Linked DNA regions of Mus musculus: region 2 is linked to region 1. A link is a contact called in public Hi-C data. All regions are on one chromosome and are shown on one strand. Each heading gives the region's core, a stretch centred on a gene start, on an enhancer-like site or on the middle of the called end of the contact. The rest is flanking DNA. Distances are from core to core; before and after follow the strand shown.

What was found. A called contact is a pair of places that touch in the nucleus more often than the background predicts.
Region 2: a contact with region 1 is called in a Hi-C map of cerebral cortex, with 2.6 times the contacts expected there. The contact joins two enhancer-like sites. A contact is called at or near these places in 14 of 484 Hi-C or Micro-C datasets (the N1E-115 cell line, Sertoli cells, cerebellar granule neurons and 9 more), 1 of 115 datasets of contacts at active chromatin or transcription factors (expanded potential stem cells) and 1 of 9 other capture datasets (embryonic stem cells).

Annotation. Positions count from the first base shown.
Region 1 is chr2:65,895,947-65,898,657 of GRCm38.p6, forward strand. All of the region lies in intron 3 of Csrnp3 (cysteine-serine-rich nuclear protein 3), which reads left to right. Among named protein-coding and RNA genes, the nearest start is that of Gm52514, 31 kb to the right of the region's middle. Within about 2 kb of position 1,390, at least 38 of the 459 cell types and tissues checked have an H3K27ac peak or open chromatin away from gene starts, as enhancers often do. A contact at or near this core is called in cerebral cortex, where this site is marked.
Region 2 is chr2:66,040,882-66,043,592 of GRCm38.p6, forward strand. No RefSeq gene overlaps it. Among named protein-coding and RNA genes, the nearest start is that of Galnt3, 83 kb to the right of the region's middle. Within about 2 kb of position 1,395, at least 39 of the 459 cell types and tissues checked have an H3K27ac peak or open chromatin away from gene starts, as enhancers often do. A contact at or near this core is called in cerebral cortex, where this site is marked.

The DNA.
Region 1 (2,711 bases), core at 140-2,639:
CCTACTTATCTATGTATCTATGTATCTATTTATGTATCTATCTATGTATCTATCTATGTATCTATCTATGTATCTATCTATCTATGTATCTATCATCTATCTCTCAATATCTATCTATCTCTCTATATCTATCTATCTACCTATCTATCGTTTCTTATTGTTTAAAGTACTATAAATCATATCCAGAGTTTTGTATATGCTATGCAAATGCTACCCCTTTGTTATGTTCCCAGCTTCTAGAATCTTTTTACTTGAATTAAGGTGGGTTTGTATTTTGACTGTAAGTGGTTGCCTGCTAGAGAGATGGTGAGCACTAAGAAAGAAACAGAAAATGATACGATAAGGATGCCGTGTGTTAAGTGGGCAGAAATGGAGCCGAAACTCGATGCATGGCTGAGTCTTTAGCATCTGAACATATGCAAAACTCTGGGTCCTATTCCCGAAGTGAGTGTATGCCTGGGCCCTTCCTATTTTCTTACTAGACCGACTTATTTCTTAACTAAAAAATATGTATTAGCAGCCTTGTTGACAGAGTAAATGATTAGACTTAGGTGCTAGAAATCAGAGTAGCGAGGAGAAGTGAAGCCTTCCTTCCACATCTGAGAAGTTGTTGTCAGGGTTGTTGATAATATGCCAGTGAGCCCAAAGGATGAACCGCCAGAAGTGATTGACCTGTCGTCTCTCCCCAGAAAACCAACACATCATTACAATACTGTCCAGCCTAGCCTCTGACCTCACTCTGTTCCTAGGTAGCAAGGTGCATTGTCTGACTGAAGCAAGGTGTTGGCAGTCACCCAGCCTGCCTCTCTCTGCATCAAATGCTTGGAATAGGCTGCTGAACTGAACGGGCTGATGTTATTTGCTTCAGTGCCTTGCCTTGGCAACTGCTCCCTGTCTTTATTGTTAAATTTAGTGTGCTGATAGTGTTTTAATTTTAGTTTGCAGCGTACTGTTTAACATTCCTACCAGTGTAAACAACATCAGCCAAGGCGATAGATAGTCTCTCCGAGACAGACGCTAATAAAGTTTTTACCCAGTAACCTGAAAGTCTTCGTTTTTTTTGCATGTTAATTTTTTTTTCTGAGTTCGGTGAGGAAAAATAATTACTCCCTGTGATCTTGTCCTTTGCTGGACCACCTGGCAAGGCAGTTGCTTCTAAAGATTAACTGTGAAGTCAGCGGCTCTTTCACATTCTCCGAATACTAAGCCCTGGAGATTCCTGCAGACTGTCCTCCATATTCCACAGCACACTCCATTGATCTTTCCACTGTTATTGTAGCAGTGGTTGTTTTCCCAGGAATCCCTGCTGGCTGGTCCCTACAGGATGCTGGCTACATTCTGAATTACCTACTTAGTTGGAATCTCTCAAGCCTGAATAGTGATTCTGGTGATCTGGAGCGCTCAGCCACCCAGCTTGCGGGGAAGCTGCCATCCATGTCTGTGCTCTGTAGTGTGGGAATCCTTGCCTTTGTCTTTAGTATCATTTCTGGAGAGTTTTCTGTAATGTATGCATCTAGAAATAACACTGCAGGAACATTTTGAAAGTATTTATAAGCCTAGATCTCTTCACATGGCAATGATGGTGTTTTCTTCTTTTTTTTTTCTTTTTTTTCTCTGAAAGATAGGGCTTTCAGAAGAAAATGTTATGTTGTAATATCGTATACTGCCCCAACTGCTTGAATTTGGAGTTAGTCGTTTTTTCTGTTATTCAATATGTATTTCTATTTTTAAATGTCATGCAATAATTGTACATTTTTTTCAGGGTCCAATGTGACATTTCAGGACTTGGGCATAATGTGCTGCCCATGTTTTGTTTGCCATCGGTCAACTGTTTTTCCCTCTGAAGAGTCCATTACTACTCAGAATTCAAATTCTAACTCAGTGCCTCAAGTAGAGCACTTAGTTTTTTCTTTCTGCCTGATTAAGTGCTTGGTAACCATGTCCCCTCCACCAAATGAGGACTTTGTAAATAGGGAGGAAAGGTTACCAAGCTCTTGTTCTTCTTGCACAATGCATCATTTTGGAGATGATGGGTGTTTATGGAGGAAAGACCCCTTTGCCACTAGATAACTTACCATATAGCATATGGGATTGCGGCTCTCAATGGCACCAACGCACCAGACATGGGTCCCACAGTCATTGTCCTAAGACTTCTTCTTCTGTGCCCTTCAAGATGGACTGAAACTGGACTGCTCCCTGCTCTGTTGTGAATGTCACCTGCCCTCATGGTCTGCACGTCTAGCTCAGATTCCTCTCCCTATCCATTACTGTGATGGAACCCATTGAGTCTAGGCTATTATAGGATGCAGAAGTGAATGAACAACCACTACCACCCCCACCATCACCACTGTCAGAGTCAACAACCACCACCACCACTGTCAAGAGTCCAAATACTGTTGTCTTAGCATCCGAGTAGTGCTATGATTTGAATGTGGAACGTCCCTTCCAGACTCACATAGTTAACACATGATTTCCAGCCGGTGGACCTGTTCGGAGGTAGCACTTCACTGGAAGAAGTGGGTCATAGGGTCAAGCTTTAAGGCTTTATAGCTTGGCCACACTTCATATTCATTGTCTGCTTCCTGGGTACAGATGCAAAGTAACCAGGTAGCCTCCCCCACCCCTGCCCCCATGCCATGCTACCTGCTGTCCATCTTACCCACTGTGGTGGATGTTCTTGTCTGTAACTGTGATGGTTTTCTGTCAGCTGC
Region 2 (2,711 bases), core at 145-2,644, 140 kb after region 1:
ACAGCAAAGTGGTGAGAAGTTTGGCATTTTAAGAGGGCAAAGTGCTCTAGAGGATATAAGATATAAGACAGGAATGGATAAAAGACAGGAATCAATTGTGAATAGCCAAGATGCCTATCTGTCTCACCTTTGTTTGCAGTACATGGCTTTGCACCTACAACCAAAAGCCCCAAGCTCGAGTCAAATGGATAAGAGCCCAGCAAAGCATCAATGGTCATCTGAACAATGGCCGTGGGAATACAGCGGGTTCAACTGAAGGATGGAGTCAAGGATGACAGACAGATGGATTGTTTCATTTGCTCCCTTCGTCCTCAGTGGTGTGTGGCTGTGAGCTAGAAACACTGAGGAAGGAGTGACAGGTGGCTGGAGGGAAGGATAGCAGGAGAGGATGAATTTGAAAGCCCCACTAATCACCCTCCTCAATGAGGCGCTGTCTGTTGAAATTTCAACACAAGGTCTGCACTCGGATGCTTCTCAGAAACCTCTTCTGTGCACCCTGTTCCTTGGGGTCATCACTAACCTGCTAGTATGAAGCAGCCTCTGTTTCTTTGTCAAGTTCCCTCCGATAAAGCAAAGCAGTAAGCCAATTACTGAGATCATTCAGATGAAAATTTTACTTTTGCCTGAATTAGCCAGAGAATTGAGGCGTAAATGGACCTTTTCACTTGACTGATTGGGATAATTGCTTCGCTTTGCTAGGGGAGACCTATCTTTGGAAGTCTGTGTTTGGCCACCAAAACATGTTTGTAATATCCATTATCGTCGTTTCTTGAAACAGCCACGCGTGGCTAGTTGCCACACTCAAAAGCTTGTAGGCAGCTTTTGAGGTTGTTGAAACAGTGGGGATGGGAGTCAGATGGCATCTCTGAGACGCTCAGTTGCTTGAATTGTTTCCGTTTTGGCCATCTCTAAAACATGTCAGCTCAGTCCTGCTGAGCATCCAGGGAAGTCAGGGTTGGGGGTCGGAGAAGTTGGGGGGGATAGCGTGGTTGCGCAAGTCAGTTCGGTGGATAAAACACACGCGCGCGCACGCGCGCACACACACACACACACACACACACACACACACACAGAGTAAGAATTACCTCCAGGTGCACAGGAACAAATGGCTGTTCCTGAAAGGGCTGGGTGGGCGGACTTGAGAGAAACGTGTAATTTACATTTAATATTGAAGGAGTGAGAGGACTTCATAAAGAAACCTGAGCAGGAGCAGGCAATTAGTAACAGCAGCGGGACTGGCAGCCAAGCCTTTGGCCTGCGTCCTAGGAAATGGAAGCTTTGGCTTAACAGCGTGGAGCACTGGAAAGAAGAAATCTAAAAGCTCAGCCTTGAGCTCTGCGGCAGCCTTTCCTGCTGTGGTGGTGATGTGAGCCTATAGGGTACAGTATGCTCAGCAGTGGCCTAGAAAAGCAACTGAACAAGATGGACACCAGAAAAGCCCCGCAGACCTCAGATCTCTGCAATCACTTTGTGATGGCGCCCCTTACTGGTCAACAGGCAGAACACCAGAGGTCTACATCCTGAATGGAAATACGAGGTTTTCACTCAGGTGATCCCTGATGTTTCTGCGTTAAAATAATAATAATAATAATAATAATAATAATAATAATAATAATAACGATTTCATTATAAGATATTTTATTGTATTCTGAATAATGAAATAAAGGAAAGAAAATAATAGCTGTGGCTTTAATAAAACCCATCAGCTTTATTCATTGAATTGTGTTTTAAAAGAGTTAAATGCTAAGTTTCATGTTTATAAAATGACTCCTTTAAAATTTTAAATTTTATTCCACACAGATTTTCAAAACACTAGAAGACACATACAAACCATAGAACTGATCTTTCTCAAGTAACCCGCTCCTCAGATTGTAATAAGGAAGTTGGCATTAAAATAATCAGTTTCTTTTTTTTTTTTGGTTGCTATTGTTTTATTGTTTGAGATATTGCTTTAATTATGATAAATATGACAATATGACAAAGCCCTTAAGGAATGCTTGACATTTTGTCACAATCACAAGCCATTGAAAAATCCACTTTATTAAAATATAGATGAACTGAGAAAAATCAAGCCATTGTATCTAAAGTTATAAAAATTGAGTGTTCATATTTCACATTGCTCTGAAGGTCATTAAAATATCAAATAATCCATAAAGCATAGCTCACCTTTTTTTCTCAGCAGATTTACACATAGTGTCAATTTACTAAAAGTGAGGCCTAGAATATTTTCCTTCATAACCTTAATGTCATTGTACTGGCAATATTCAATATTTTGTGTATATTTTAATATCAAGAAGTCTTTGGAGACCAAGATAGTTACTAGTAGCCGAACAACATTTTCTTTTAACATAAACCAACCGTAAGCTATCTTACTGTGCAAAACAACATCAGCACGAAAAAAGTTCCTACAATTTCGCAGATATTTAAAACAAACAAACAAACAAACAAAACCAAACCCAACTCAGTAGATTCTGCACTTGGTAGATTTCTTCTTGTACAATATCCCTAAAAATAATTCATTTCAGATATATCCTTTCTGTGAACTCTTTTTACTAGTATATTTTTAGTCACAAGATTCTAGAATGTGTTAGAGAAGCAAGGGACACCCAAAGCCCCCACAGCATGGACTCTGGTCTGCCTTCAGGCCTGCCCTGAACGAACGGGCAAAGCTTTGCCCTGTTTCTTCCTCCTCAGACAGTGGGACTCAAAGA